Linked DNA regions of Mus musculus: region 2 is linked to region 1. A link is a contact called in public promoter capture Hi-C data. All regions are on one chromosome and are shown on one strand. Each heading gives the region's core, a stretch centred on a gene start, on an enhancer-like site or on the middle of the called end of the contact. The rest is flanking DNA. Distances are from core to core; before and after follow the strand shown. Region 1 holds the start of Slc12a4 (solute carrier family 12, member 4). Region 2 overlaps Gfod2 (glucose-fructose oxidoreductase domain containing 2).

Region 1 (6,368 bases), core at 3,390-5,889:
GTCTTGCCACAGAAGGAGCAAGTGTGCTTGGCCTGCTGGCCCGTTTCATCTTTTGTCACTGTGTGGAGAAGGAGGGGTTGCAGTGGGTCCCCTACCCCCTGAAGATCCCAGACTTCTTGGTGTGCTTACATACATTTTCAGGTTTTCCCTATGGCTTTAGCAAATTCTTTATTGAGATGAACTCTATATACAACAAAACTATGTAAAAGGCCAATTCAAAGCTGGGGAGATGGCTCAGTGAGTAAAATGTCTAGCTGAATCAGAGAGCTTCAGATTCAAGGAGAGACCTAGTCTCAAAAACAAAACAAAACAAACAAAAAAAAACATGGATCAGGGTCTGGTGAAGGGGCCACAGGTGACATGTCAGGCCACGAAGGTGGTAAAAGGGACCCCTGAAACAGCCCAAGAAGCAGGCTACTCAGAGATGGATGAGGAAGACAAAGCTTTCGAGCAAAAATGATAGGGCAACAGAAGCAACTCAAGAACTAGCAGCCAAGGCCACCAAGAAGGGCCCTGGCCACCCATGCAATTAAAAAATCCAGAAAGGGGGACCGGAGAGATGGCTCAGCCGTTCCGAGCAATGAGTGCTCTTTCAGAGGTCCTGAGTTCAATTCCCAGCAACCACATGGTGGCTCACAACCATCTGTAATGGGATCTGATGCCCTTTTATGGTGTGTCTGAAGAGAACAACTGTGTACTCATATATATATATATATATATATATATATATATATATATATATAATAAATAAATCTTTAAAAAAGAAGGAAAAAAGAAAAAGAGAAAGAAATAAATTTAGTGAAAAGTACCTGAGGTGACAGTGACCCTCTTCTATTCCTATTTAAACATCTGGACTCCCTGCCACACCATCTTTTGCCACCTACAGCTACACCTATAAGGATTTAATCACAGCACAAAGAAAAAAATCATTGAGACAGGTTGACCAGTAAGCCCCACGGTTCTCTCTCTATGACTCCTTATCTCTGATATTACAAGTGTCCAGGCTTTTTTTTTTTTTATGTGCATGTCTGTCTTTACATACTGAGGTTATGTGCACCACATGTGTACCCGAGTCCACAGAGGCCAAAAGAGGGTATCCATCCCCTGGAACTGGAGTTACAGACAGACAGTTGTGAGCCACCATGTGGTTCTGGGAACACAAGCCAGGTCCTTTGCAAGAATAAGTACTCTTGGGCTAGAGAGATGGCTCAGTGGATAAGAGTACTGACTACTGTTTCAGAGGTCCTGAGTTCAATTCCCAGCAACCACAACCATCTGTAATGCCCTCTTCTGGTGTGTTTGAAGACAATGACAGTGTACTCACATATATGAAATAAATAAATCCTTTTAAAAAAAGTACTCTTAACCACAGAGCCATTTCTCAAGCCTCCAAGCTTTTTTAAATTTTTTTTTTAATATAGGATTCTTGGGGTTAAACTCAGATTCTCACGTTTGCAAGATGTATTTGTTGATTTATTCTGTGCTGTGATTAAATCTGGGACAGAAACAGTTCCAGGAAAGAGGAGTTTACTTTGGGTCACAGTTCCAGGGTCCAGTCCATCATGGTGAGAAAGTCCCTGAAGTCGGAGCTTGAGGCATCTGGGCACAATGCTTCTGCAGGCCGGAAACAGAGAGGATGAATGCTGGTTTCCTTTCTTTCTTTTTTAAACAAAAAACAAAAAACAAAAAAACAGGATTTCTCTGTATAGTCTTGGCTGTCCTGGAACTCACTTTGTAGACCAGGCTGGCCTCGAACTCAGAAATCCGCCTGTCTCTGCCTCCCAAGTGCTGGGATTAAAGGCGTGCGCCACCACGCCCGGCTCGAGAACATATATTTAATCTATTTATTATGGATACAGTGTTCTGCCTGCATGTTTCCTGCAGGGCAGAAAGGGCATAAGATCTCATTACTGATAGTTGTGATCCACCTTGTGGTTGCTGGGAATTAAACTCAGGACCTCCGGAACCCCAGATAGGTCTCTTAACCTCTGAGCCATTTCTTCAGAGAACATTTATTAAAAAAAAAAAAAAAAAATCCTACTGAAGTTAAAATTTGCCAGCATTTAGGCAAAATGGGCAGCCTGGTCAACAGAGTGAGTTCCAGGGCAGCCAAGGCTACACAGAGATTATAGGCATGTACTCTTATTATATCCCATTTTTTGTAATATGCACTAGAAAAGCACTCTACCAACTGAGCTACATCTTGAGTGAGCCTCTGTTTTTTGTTCTTTTGAGACAGGGATTATACATAGCTCAGGCTGTCCTCCAACTCAGCCTCACATCTCTGTTGAGTTCCAGGGGTGCAGGGTAGCCCACGATGCCCAAACTTTTCCTTTATTTGAATTTCATTTTCTGAGATTTTAAAGAGTCAGATGTTAGAGTTTCTGTTGCCAATCCTCAGTATCTCTCTTTTCCCCCTGTCTGGCTGCCCTGGAACTTACTATATATAGACCTGGCCTGCCTCTGTCTCTCTAGTGCCAGAGAAATGGCTGGACACTTGGGAGCCCTTGCAAACGCTTGCAGAGCACCAGAGTTCAGCTCCCGATGCACATCAGATAACTCACAACTACCTGTAACTGCAGCTCCAGGGGAGTTGACACCTTTGATCTTCCAGGGCACCTGCACACACACATACTCACACCCAGACACACATGGAAACCGATAATTAACAAGAAAACATCCAGGCATTGCGGCACACATCTTTTATTCTAGCACCTAGGGACTGCCTGTGAGGGCAACCTGGTCTACATAGAGATCAAAGCCAGCTAGGGCTACATAGTGAGACTCTCTGGGGGGGGGGGGGAAAGCAAAAAAGAAGAAGAAGAAGGAGAAGGAGAAGGAGAAGGAGAAGGAGAAGGAGAAGGAGAGGAGAAGAAGAAGAAGAAGAAGAAGAAGAAGAAGAAGAAGAAGAAGAAGAAGAAGAAGAAGAAGAAGAAGGGAAGGGAAGGAAGGAAGGAAGGAAGGAAGAAAGAAAGAAAGAAAGAAAGAAAGAAAGAAAGAAAGAAAGAAAATAACTTAAAAAAAAGAAAGAAAAGAAAGAGAAGAAAAGATGGGGCCTCTGTGTGTGTGTGTGTGTGTGTGTGTCCAAAGATCTTCAAGTGTTGTTCCTCAGTAGACACCCACCTGTTTTTTTGTTTGTTTGCTTCTTTGGTTTTGATTTTTGGACTGACTGGGGTAATGCTATTAGTTATACCTTGTATCTTTTTTTGGAATATTTATTACTCATAGCTTGTATTATATTTCTTCTTGCTCAGTTTATTTTTCAATTTTAAAGGTAAATTTAAATGTGTGTGTGTGTGTGTGTGTGTGTGTGAACCCTGGTACAGTCTGAGGGAGCTGGAGGGCATCAGATCCCCTGGAGCTAGAGACATATGCAGTCATAAGCTACCTGATGTGGGTGCTGGGGACTGAACTTGGGTCTGGGGCAAGAACAACAAAAGCTTGTAACCAGTGAGCCTTCTATACAGAGAGTGCAGGATAGGAGATGCAGAGCCGAGAGCACGCGCGCACAGCTGGAAAGCAGTTAAAGGTGCCAGAAAGAGAGGGAGGCCGATTGCAGCCCGGAAGAGCTGACTGGGAAGGGTTAGTTGTTGAGCTGCTTCAGGGAGGTCCTAGCCGAGCGGCCCACCCAGGCAGTTGGGGCTGGCGGGTGGCAGCAGAGGGCGCGGATTCTAGAGTCAGCCCAAATTCTAAAGGCTACACCAGAAAGGGAGAAAGAATGGAGATAGAGCAGAAAGATGAGCCCTGGAGCTTTCTGATAGGAAGGAAGCGGGGTGGGGTGGGGGAAGAGGCCAAAAGAACAACTCAGAAAGATAAAAATTCTCAAGTCAAGGCGACTAGGTAAGTTATCTGAGTGTGAAAGAAGTTAGCACCAAGAAAGGAAAGGACTCGGGTGCAGGAACCTCCAGGAGGTGAGGTTATGAAGGAGCAAGTTCAAATGAGATAACTGGGCTATCCCAAAGTGTCGATGAGGGATGGGCCGGTGTAACCTCTAGCGAGGAGGGAGCGGACTCCTCTAGGAAGGGCATACGATCTTCAACCACCTGCTAAGGGAGAGGCTGCAGCGAGCAGAACTGAGGGAGAGACCGTAGGCTACCAAAGTCCTGGAGAAGCGTTAGAGAGAAATGATGGTAATGGAAGAGTATGTATGTGAGGGTGATGAAAGACTTGAGGAGGTTTGGGGTGGTCACTGTGACATTGACCAGGTCCTGCTAGCTTTCCCGCTATGGAAGAGTATGTATGTGAGGGTGATGAAAGACTTGAGGAGGTTTGGGGTGGTCACTGTGACATTGACCAGGTCCTGCTAGCTTTCCCGCTAAATAACAAAAAGTGACTGAGAGCTAATTAGATTCAGGGAACAGAGCCAGTGCACCCTGCGCCCCGTCTCACCATCATAATACCCCTAAAAGTTAAAATACTTTCCCTCACTTTATTAAGTATCGCATTTGGGGCTCAGAGAGGGCAACCCCTTACCCAAAGACACACAGGAACCCTACCCTCCAGCAGCTAGAGTACTTCGTTCCCGGGGTCCTCTCATCCCCCCTCGGGGAGGAGCCGACCCGAGCCCCTCCTGCTCCCCGCCCCCGAGGGGCGGCCCGGGGGGCGGGTGGAGGAAGTGAGCGCAGCGGGGTGGAATGCGAGCGGGCGGGGCGGGCCAGCCTGGGGCGGCGGGGACTGCCGGCTGGAGGCCGGGACCGCGGGCCAAGCGCGCGCGATGCCTCACTTCACCGTGGTGCCGGTGGACGGGCCGCGACGCGGCGACTATGACAACCTCGAGGGGCTCAGTTGGGTGGACTACGGCGAGCGCGCCGAGCGGGAAGACTCGGACGGTGAGGGTGCGCCCGGCGGGGGCTGTGGCCGGGACGGGGGGCATCTACACGGGACTCGCGCCTTCGGACCGCGCGCGCAGACGTCCATGCAGGACTCCACTTTTCTTGCTCCTTGCGCGCTCAGACCGATGAGTCTTTTTGGTCCGGGACTCCCGGGCTAGGTCGTCCTCCACCCACTCCCAGCTCCTCCCCCGAGGGCCGCGGGCGGGGGCTGCAGACGTGGCCGCCTTGGGAGGCCGGGTAACGGGCTGCCTTGCTTAGGCTGGCGCCGAACGCGCCACGGGTCTGGGTCCAATGGAAGCCTGGATTGTAGCTTCCTCACTTTCTGTGAATCGCCCCCATCCTCTTGAGTGTCACCCTCTCTTCCTCTATGACTCACCGCCCCTCTCTTGTCCTTTCCCTACCCCTGCCTCCTTGCACACTGGCCCGGTAGGAGCAAAGGGTGTGCTCGCTGAAGAGCCTGTGTTGGCCTTGGTCTACGTAGATCTGTGCGTATCATGGACACCTAGGGAGCAGTCACACGGGGCCAGGCTTGTCTAGGCACTGTACATGAAGCAACTCGCTTTAATCCTCCCAACCTCCCCCATGGGACAGGTTCTGTTACTCGCACTTAGGAAGGAGTGAAGGGCGGTGGGGAAGAGTTATGTAACTTGTTCCAGTGGGATTCAAACCCGGATATGAGAATGTAGTGCCTTAACCTAGGTATCAGGGCTGGTTATAGAGGTAAACCCTTTCTCCCTTCCAGTGCCCCATCTCTCCATCTTCCACCCACGGAGGCTCCTCACACTTGGAATGGGAACGGTCCTGGTTATATGTGTCTGTCTGTATAGCTGTCCAGGCATGTGTAAATGCACGTGTGTCGCTGAGTATCACAGGGTCAGGTCAGGACGTCCTTATGGCTACTGTTTCCAGGAAGGCTGCCAGTGATGAGCCTGGTGCTATGATAACAAATGCCTGTGATGTCTGAGGCTGACCGTGATAGAAAGGTGTAGGAAATGTGTGTTGTGTCTGGTGATGGTATCGGAGGCTATCTGATAGGTCTGTGATGGTGACATGCTTGAGGGGTAGTCTGTGCTTCATGTGAACGGTGACTGAATGACCTGCCTGCCATGTGGACATACAGGCCAGGGGCATGGACTGCAGATGTCACGGAGATTTGTCAGGTTTCACAGCTGTGTGTAAGTAACCCTAGATCCCACATCCCCTGCTGCCCCTTGCCTGGTCCAAGGTGTCGGAACCATATCCCTCCTTCCCTGGGACTGGAAGGATGTCTGTCCCTAGATGATGTACTGAACTGCATCCTGGAGATTAGCCTGGACCAATGGGCAGTACTGAGCCTTTTCTTTGGCTCCGCCTTGGTCCCTCACAGGTTGATAGGAGTAACCTGGAGCTATGCTGGCTGTTGGCTGTGCCCTGCCAGATCCCTCCAGGCTAGGCCAGCTCCTCCCAACCCCACCCCCTTCTTCTCTTCCTATTTACTTTTCGGCCAGATTGTGGTGTGTCTGTGGCATGGGGGACACCCTGCATCCGGGTGAGTGA
Region 2 (5,945 bases), core at 1,439-3,938, 240 kb after region 1:
AAAACAAACAAACAAACAAACAAAAAAACGGAGGGGATGCAAAGATAAGGGGGTGGGGTAGAAAGAAACTGACTGACTTACTGAAGGCCACCCAACTGGTGACAGAGCCAGGATTTGAACCCATCTGTACTACCTTCCCTGTCACTCTGAGCTTGTACTCTGCAGTCCTGACCAGCAAGCATATGGTGATTGGGATTCATGGGAGCTTGGTGAGGCTAGATGTATTTAGATCTTCAGGGGCATGGGAAAGGTATGCTGCAGAAATTTTAGGACAAAGAGTATGAACTTTAGGGGTGAAAAGTCAACCAGGAAAACCAGCAGTTCCTGCTTGTGCGGAAGCACCTACTCCTCCAGCTTGCCTAGCGTCGTGCCATTCGGCTCCCTCAGAGGCCTCTTCATGGGTGTGAAGCTACCCTTGAGTCAGTGGAAGTAAAACAGCTTATTAAAAAATCTAACCCATGCTGTTGTTTTACCCTGCTGGTATTTAATTGTGTGTGTGTGTGTATGCGCGCGCGCGCGCGTACACAGTAAGGTACACACAGAGACCAAAACAAGGCAGAGAATGTGCTTTATTTGGTAGAAAGCTTTGTCTGGCATTTATGAAGCCCTGGATTCAGTCCCTAGCACCTAAAACAAGGCATGGTTCATAGGTTGGGGCCACACTAGGATACACAAGACCCTGTCTACAAATAAGTAAATAAATAAATATCCTAATGACACACATAAAGAAACAAAACAGAAGATACGGAAGACTCTGGAATGGCCAGCTGCCTATGCAGTGCTCGCGTCAGTGGTTCACAGAGACATGGGCGTACTGTCCAGGGGTACGGGACGCTGCAGGGCTGCCCTGTGACCTGGCATTTCCCTTCTGATCAGTGTGTGGTGAATGGCTTTCAGGTAGGTGGTTGAGGTCTCCGTACCTCACGGTTTTAGTGGCTCCAGGGTTATTTATCTAACAGATCACTTTTATTAGCTACCCCGGTTTTCAGTCTTTGTGTTTGTTTTGTTTTGTTTTGTTTTGTTTTGTTTTGTTTGAGACAGGGTTTTTACATAGCCCTGGCTGTCCTGGAACTCAGTCCGTACACCAGGCTGGACTTGACCTCACAGAGATCCACTTGCCTCTGCCTCCTGAGTGCTATTACAGATGTCATCACCATGCTTGGCTTCATTTTTCTATTTTTTTTTAAAGATTTATTTATTTTTTATTTATATGACTACACTGTAGCTGTCTTCAGACACCCACTAGAAGACGGCAACAGATCCCATTACAGATGGTTGTGAGCCACCATGTGGTTGCTGGGAGTTGAACTCAGGACCTCTGGAAGATCAGTCAGTGCTTTTAACCACTGAGCTATCTCTCCAGCCCCCTCTGTTTTGGTTTTTTTTTTAATATTTTTTCAGCTTTTTTTTTTTGAGACAGACTCTTGCTCATCGACCAGGCTGGCCTTACGCATACAATACTCCTTCTTTGGACTTCCAAGTGCTCCAGGGTGAACATCTGTTTGCAAAAAAAGGAAAAGAGAACCATTTCTTTTTGTGTTTTTGATTTGGAGTCTCAAACCCTATATACTCAGGTATACACACAAACACACACACACACACACACACACACACACACACAATGCTTTTTAGAAGGAAGTCTAAAGATCTTTATTTTGTAGTTGAAGCCTTGAAGGCTAAATCACTTGACCAGGGTTAGGTAGAATAAGGACTTGACCCTACTTTTCATAGTTTACTTGTTTTCTCTGTGTCCAGTAGGTGACGGTGGTATCCAGTGTGCCAGGAACAAGATTCTTCAGCTTTTTATTTTGGAAAAATACTTTGTGTTTCGGGGACAGAGAGCTTGTTGCTTCCAAATTGCCTTAGAATCTAGGCTCCTCTGAGTGTAATCTCTGCCGCTGACCAGTTCATTTCTGTTTTAGGAGCCATGTTTGATCAGGATGACGGGACGGTCAGCTGCATCCCGGGGACCCTTGTAAGGACATGAGTGCTTGAGCAGAGGCCAGGATGAAGCTGCTCCCAGGAGTCGGTGTGTTCGGGACTGGCAGCTCAGCCCGGGTCCTGGTCCCGCTGCTGAGGGCAGAGGGCTTCACCGTGGAGGCCCTGTGGGGGAAGACTGAGGAAGAGGCAAAGCAGCTGGCCGAGGAGATGAACATCACCTTCTACACCAGCCGCACAGACGACGTCTTGCTGCATCAAGACGTAGACCTGGTCTGCATCAACATCCCACCTCCGCTCACCCGGCAGATATCCGTGAAGGCTCTAGGTATGCATCTTCAGGCTACAGCGGCAGACTGTGTTTCCTCCTCTGGGCAGTCCTCCACAGTGCCCGGCCCTCTCCTAGGCCTGGCCATTCCTTCTTTGTCTGCACCTGCGGGTAGTGGTGCTCTGGGATATCGCTGGGGCAGAGGTGGGGAAGGACATGCTGGAGATTCTAAAAGCTCTAACCCTCTCTGCTCCCTATTCACCACTAACCCTCGGGGCAGAAGCTCAGCCCATCAAGGAGCTAGAGACGGCTGCCCTCCTTCACTGTCCAGCCTGCTGTGGGGAGGTCAGCACTTCCCCGGACCCCCGGACCCTCAGATGTGATGGATGTGTTTGTTCTGTCCCGCTGTAGCAAGCAGCACCACAGGAAGGAGAGGAGGTTGTCTAGAAGGCTCCCGCTTCCTGTGCTTTGTCAGCCCTTGGCTGTAATGAGCACCACCCTTCCTGGCAAACTGCAATCTGGTATTGCCAGACAGCAGGAAGGTGCTCTGTCAGGCCTGGCTTTCCTGACACACACCACAGAATAGCCTGCTCACATGTCCACTCTCCTGGGAACCTGACTGGGTGTGACCTGGTGAGCTGTTCTTCAGGTTCCTAGTGAGTTCCTCTTGCCTGTGAACTATAGGCAGGTTCTTCTTTTCATCATATAGATCTTGAAATAAGAGTTTACTATGTAGCTCCGGCTATCCCCCAACTCACACTCCTGCCTCACCCTTCTGAGTGCTGGGATTATGTGTGTGCCACTGATCCTGGTGTCTCGTCTCATCTCGTCTCTTCTCTTCTCTTCTCTTCTCTTCTCTTCTCTTCTCTTCTCTTCTTCTGTTACAGGATCTGTCTCTCTTGCTATTTTTCTTTGTGTTACTGTTGTTCTTAATTAAGGATCTAAGCGCTGTAACTGCAGTCCTTTTAGAATTGGAGGAAGACAAGACAGTCACTTAGGCGGTAGCTGTTGGAACAGTCTAACTTCAGCTCAGCTCCTTTAGACCTGGAGCACAAGAGAAATTTTCACAGTTCCCTGAAGCTTCCATCTACCTCAGCATGTCTCGTGGGCTGGAATATAATGTGGTGAGCCTATGACAGACACGGGGTTTGGTGAAGACAGCAGTGTGAGGCACACAGCGCTGACACAGACTTGCAGGTATGTGACATGTGACACAGGTCCAGGTTTTCACCATTCCTCCTTCCCATGTCTGTTAGAACCGTAGCCTCTAGCCTTTGAGACTTGAAGTAAAAGAACAGTGAGGCTTGCTGGTGCCCCGTGCAGTGTCCAGTCCAGCACCCGCTGTGTGTTCTCACAGAACTTGTGTGGTGTGGTACACCCCACCCCACACACCATATCCCACACTCCACCCTGCCCTGCAAGGTTCCCTGCACAGCACCACCAAAGAAGCAATGTCACCTGGGATAGAAGTAATTTCTCAAGCACCTCAGATTTCCTGCCTCTCTGGGGTGGGTGCCATTCTCTCTGGGCAAACTTCCTGGGTGGTTTGCTGCAAACTGTGGATGAAGGGTCACAGACCCAACTGTCTTTGTTGTCAATGAAAGAAACTGAAGGGCTGGGGTATAGTTCAGTTGGTAGAGTGTTTGCCTGCATTTATGAAAACCAGGATTCAGTCTCAAGAACTACGAAAGACTTAACCCACTCGGATGGTGGTATATGTTGTAGGAACTTTAAATCCTGGCCCAGGGTTTCTACCCTGCCTTTGGTTTATTAAGTTCCTGGATTAAAAAAAAAACACACACAGCCTTTATATTTACAATAAGCTTTAATCAGCATAAGAGCTGGGCAGCTGCCTAGCCTCTGTGATATTAGAATCTACTTTCCTATCGATACCCCAGAGTTCTTACTTACTACTTAATATGTTTCATCTGAGCTGCTCTTAACTCTAGTTGGCCAGCCCTCAGGGCCATGTTTTTATGGTTCAGCAAACCCATGGCGGTTGCTCCTTCCTTCTATCATTCTCCTCCTCCTCCTCCTCCCCCTCCCCCACCCCCAAGTTTAGGAAACTAAACCCCACCTATGTCTCTTCTGCCCAGCTATTGGCTGTTGGCATCTTTACTCACCAATCAGAAATAATTTGGGGCAGGGTCACAGGGGCTACGAGCCGACTCTAAGGGGCTGCACTTAGCATTAAAATAAACAGTAAAAGACAAAACCTCAACACTTAGTCCTAGCTTTTAGGCAGTAGGGCAGGAATCATTTTTGGCTCCGTTACGAGTTCAAGGACAGCCTAGAACATGTGAAAATTTGTGTTTAGGAAAGAAAAGGAAAAAGAAAAGAGAAGAGAAGCCGGGCGGTGGTGGCGCATGCCTTTAATCCCAGCACTTGGGAGGCAGAGGCAGGCAGATTTCTGAGTTCAAGGCCAGCCTGGTCTACAGAGTGAGTTCCAGGATAGCCAGGGCTACACAGAGAAACCCTGTCTCGAAAAAACCAGAGAGAGAGAGAGAGAGAGAGAGAGAGAGAGAGAGAGAGAGCGCAATGAGATGGCTTGGTGGGTAAAGGTGCTTGCTGCCAAAGCTAAGAGCTGAGTTTGATGGCTTGAACTCACATGGTGGAATTCAACTGACTCCTCAAAGTTTTCCTTTGAATCTGAGGCCCCTTAGAGCATAGAGGTATAACTCAGGGGTAGATAGAGTTAGTGTGCATGAGGCTTTGAGGTCCGTCCCCAGTGCCCCAAACAAAAGACAGAAATGGAGCTGAGGCCCAGGAATTTAAGATACAATAACTTCATAACTTAGGTCTTGGGATGTAGGCAAAATTGCTTTTCCTTTTTGTTAGAGTATTTTCTTGATCTTATGTTTGTAGTATGCGTTTGTACATATTCTGTGTAGGAATGTATGTAACTTTCATGATACATATGAAGGCTAGAGGTTGATATTGGGTAATTTTATTTCTAATTTTGTGTAGAGGGGTACATGTGAGTGCAGGCAGGTGCCCAAGGAGCCCCACATAACCCACAATGAGCTGCCCAGTGTGGATGCTGGGACTCGAACTTGGGTCTTCTACAAGAACGGTAGGCATCCTTAAACACTGAATCAGCTCTCCAGCCCTATCGACTTTTTTTTTTTTTTTGAGACACTGAACCTAGAATTGACCGTTTCAGTTGGATTGGCCAGCCAGTAAACCCGAGGGCTCTGTCTGTCTGCCTCTGTTTCCCCGGCCCTAAGCATTGAGGTTATTTGTACACGCCACCACGCCCGGTTTTTACACGGTTTCCAAATCCAGTAAGTCCTCAAGCACGCCCGCAGGCCCCAGCGAGCCCGCTCCCCAGTATGAGTTATAAGAGGGTAAGAAGGTAATTGTTCTTCTAGGTCTAGGTCTGCCAGGGATGCTTCATGACTGGTGATGGACAAGTGCGTAAGATACATTCCATAGTGAAACTGTAGCACCCAGCCTGAAGTTCAGAATGGCTACATTAATTTTATAGAAATTCACTGAGCTATAGATACAGACTAGCTCTGGTTAACTTTGATGTGCTTGTTTTATTTAAAAGATTTTTTTGTTGTTAAATAATAAAGGTTATAAAATTAATTAAAATTAAATATGCATGTCTATATATATTTTATACACACACATTAAGTTTACTGATTCTTTTCTCATGGGCTATTATGATAATAAAAGATTGCTTTCCCAAGTAGACTGACCCAGATAATTTAATCTCAAGAACTTCAGTTCCTTA

The links. Promoter capture Hi-C pulls out the DNA fragments that hold promoters and counts their contacts.
Region 2: a promoter capture Hi-C map of neutrophils shows a contact between it and region 1, with 4 times the contacts expected there. The contact joins the enhancer-like site here to the promoter of Slc12a4 in region 1. A contact is called at or near these places in 12 of 39 promoter capture datasets (the C10 cell line, the HPC-7 cell line, HPC-7-derived erythroid cells and 8 more), 1 of 484 Hi-C or Micro-C datasets (bone marrow-derived macrophages), 6 of 115 datasets of contacts at active chromatin or transcription factors (embryonic stem cells, extraembryonic endoderm stem cells, intestinal villus epithelium and 2 more) and 3 of 9 other capture datasets (adipose tissue, liver and macrophages).

Annotation. Positions count from the first base shown.
Region 1 is chr8:105,964,386-105,970,753 of GRCm38.p6, reverse strand. It overlaps Slc12a4 (solute carrier family 12, member 4), which reads left to right and starts at 4,639. Exons shown (of 24, transcript NM_009195.3): 1 at 4,639-4,829. The coding sequence starts at 4,715.
Region 2 is chr8:105,724,309-105,730,253 of GRCm38.p6, reverse strand. Gfod2 (glucose-fructose oxidoreductase domain containing 2) reads left to right here. Exons shown (of 3, transcript NM_027469.5): 2 at 1,923-2,266. The coding sequence starts at 2,008. Among named protein-coding and RNA genes, the nearest start is that of 4933405L10Rik, 19 kb to the right of the region's middle. Within about 2 kb of position 2,688, at least 69 of the 459 cell types and tissues checked have an H3K27ac peak or open chromatin away from gene starts, as enhancers often do. A contact at or near this core is called in the HPC-7 cell line, adipose tissue, neutrophils and 1 more, where this site is marked.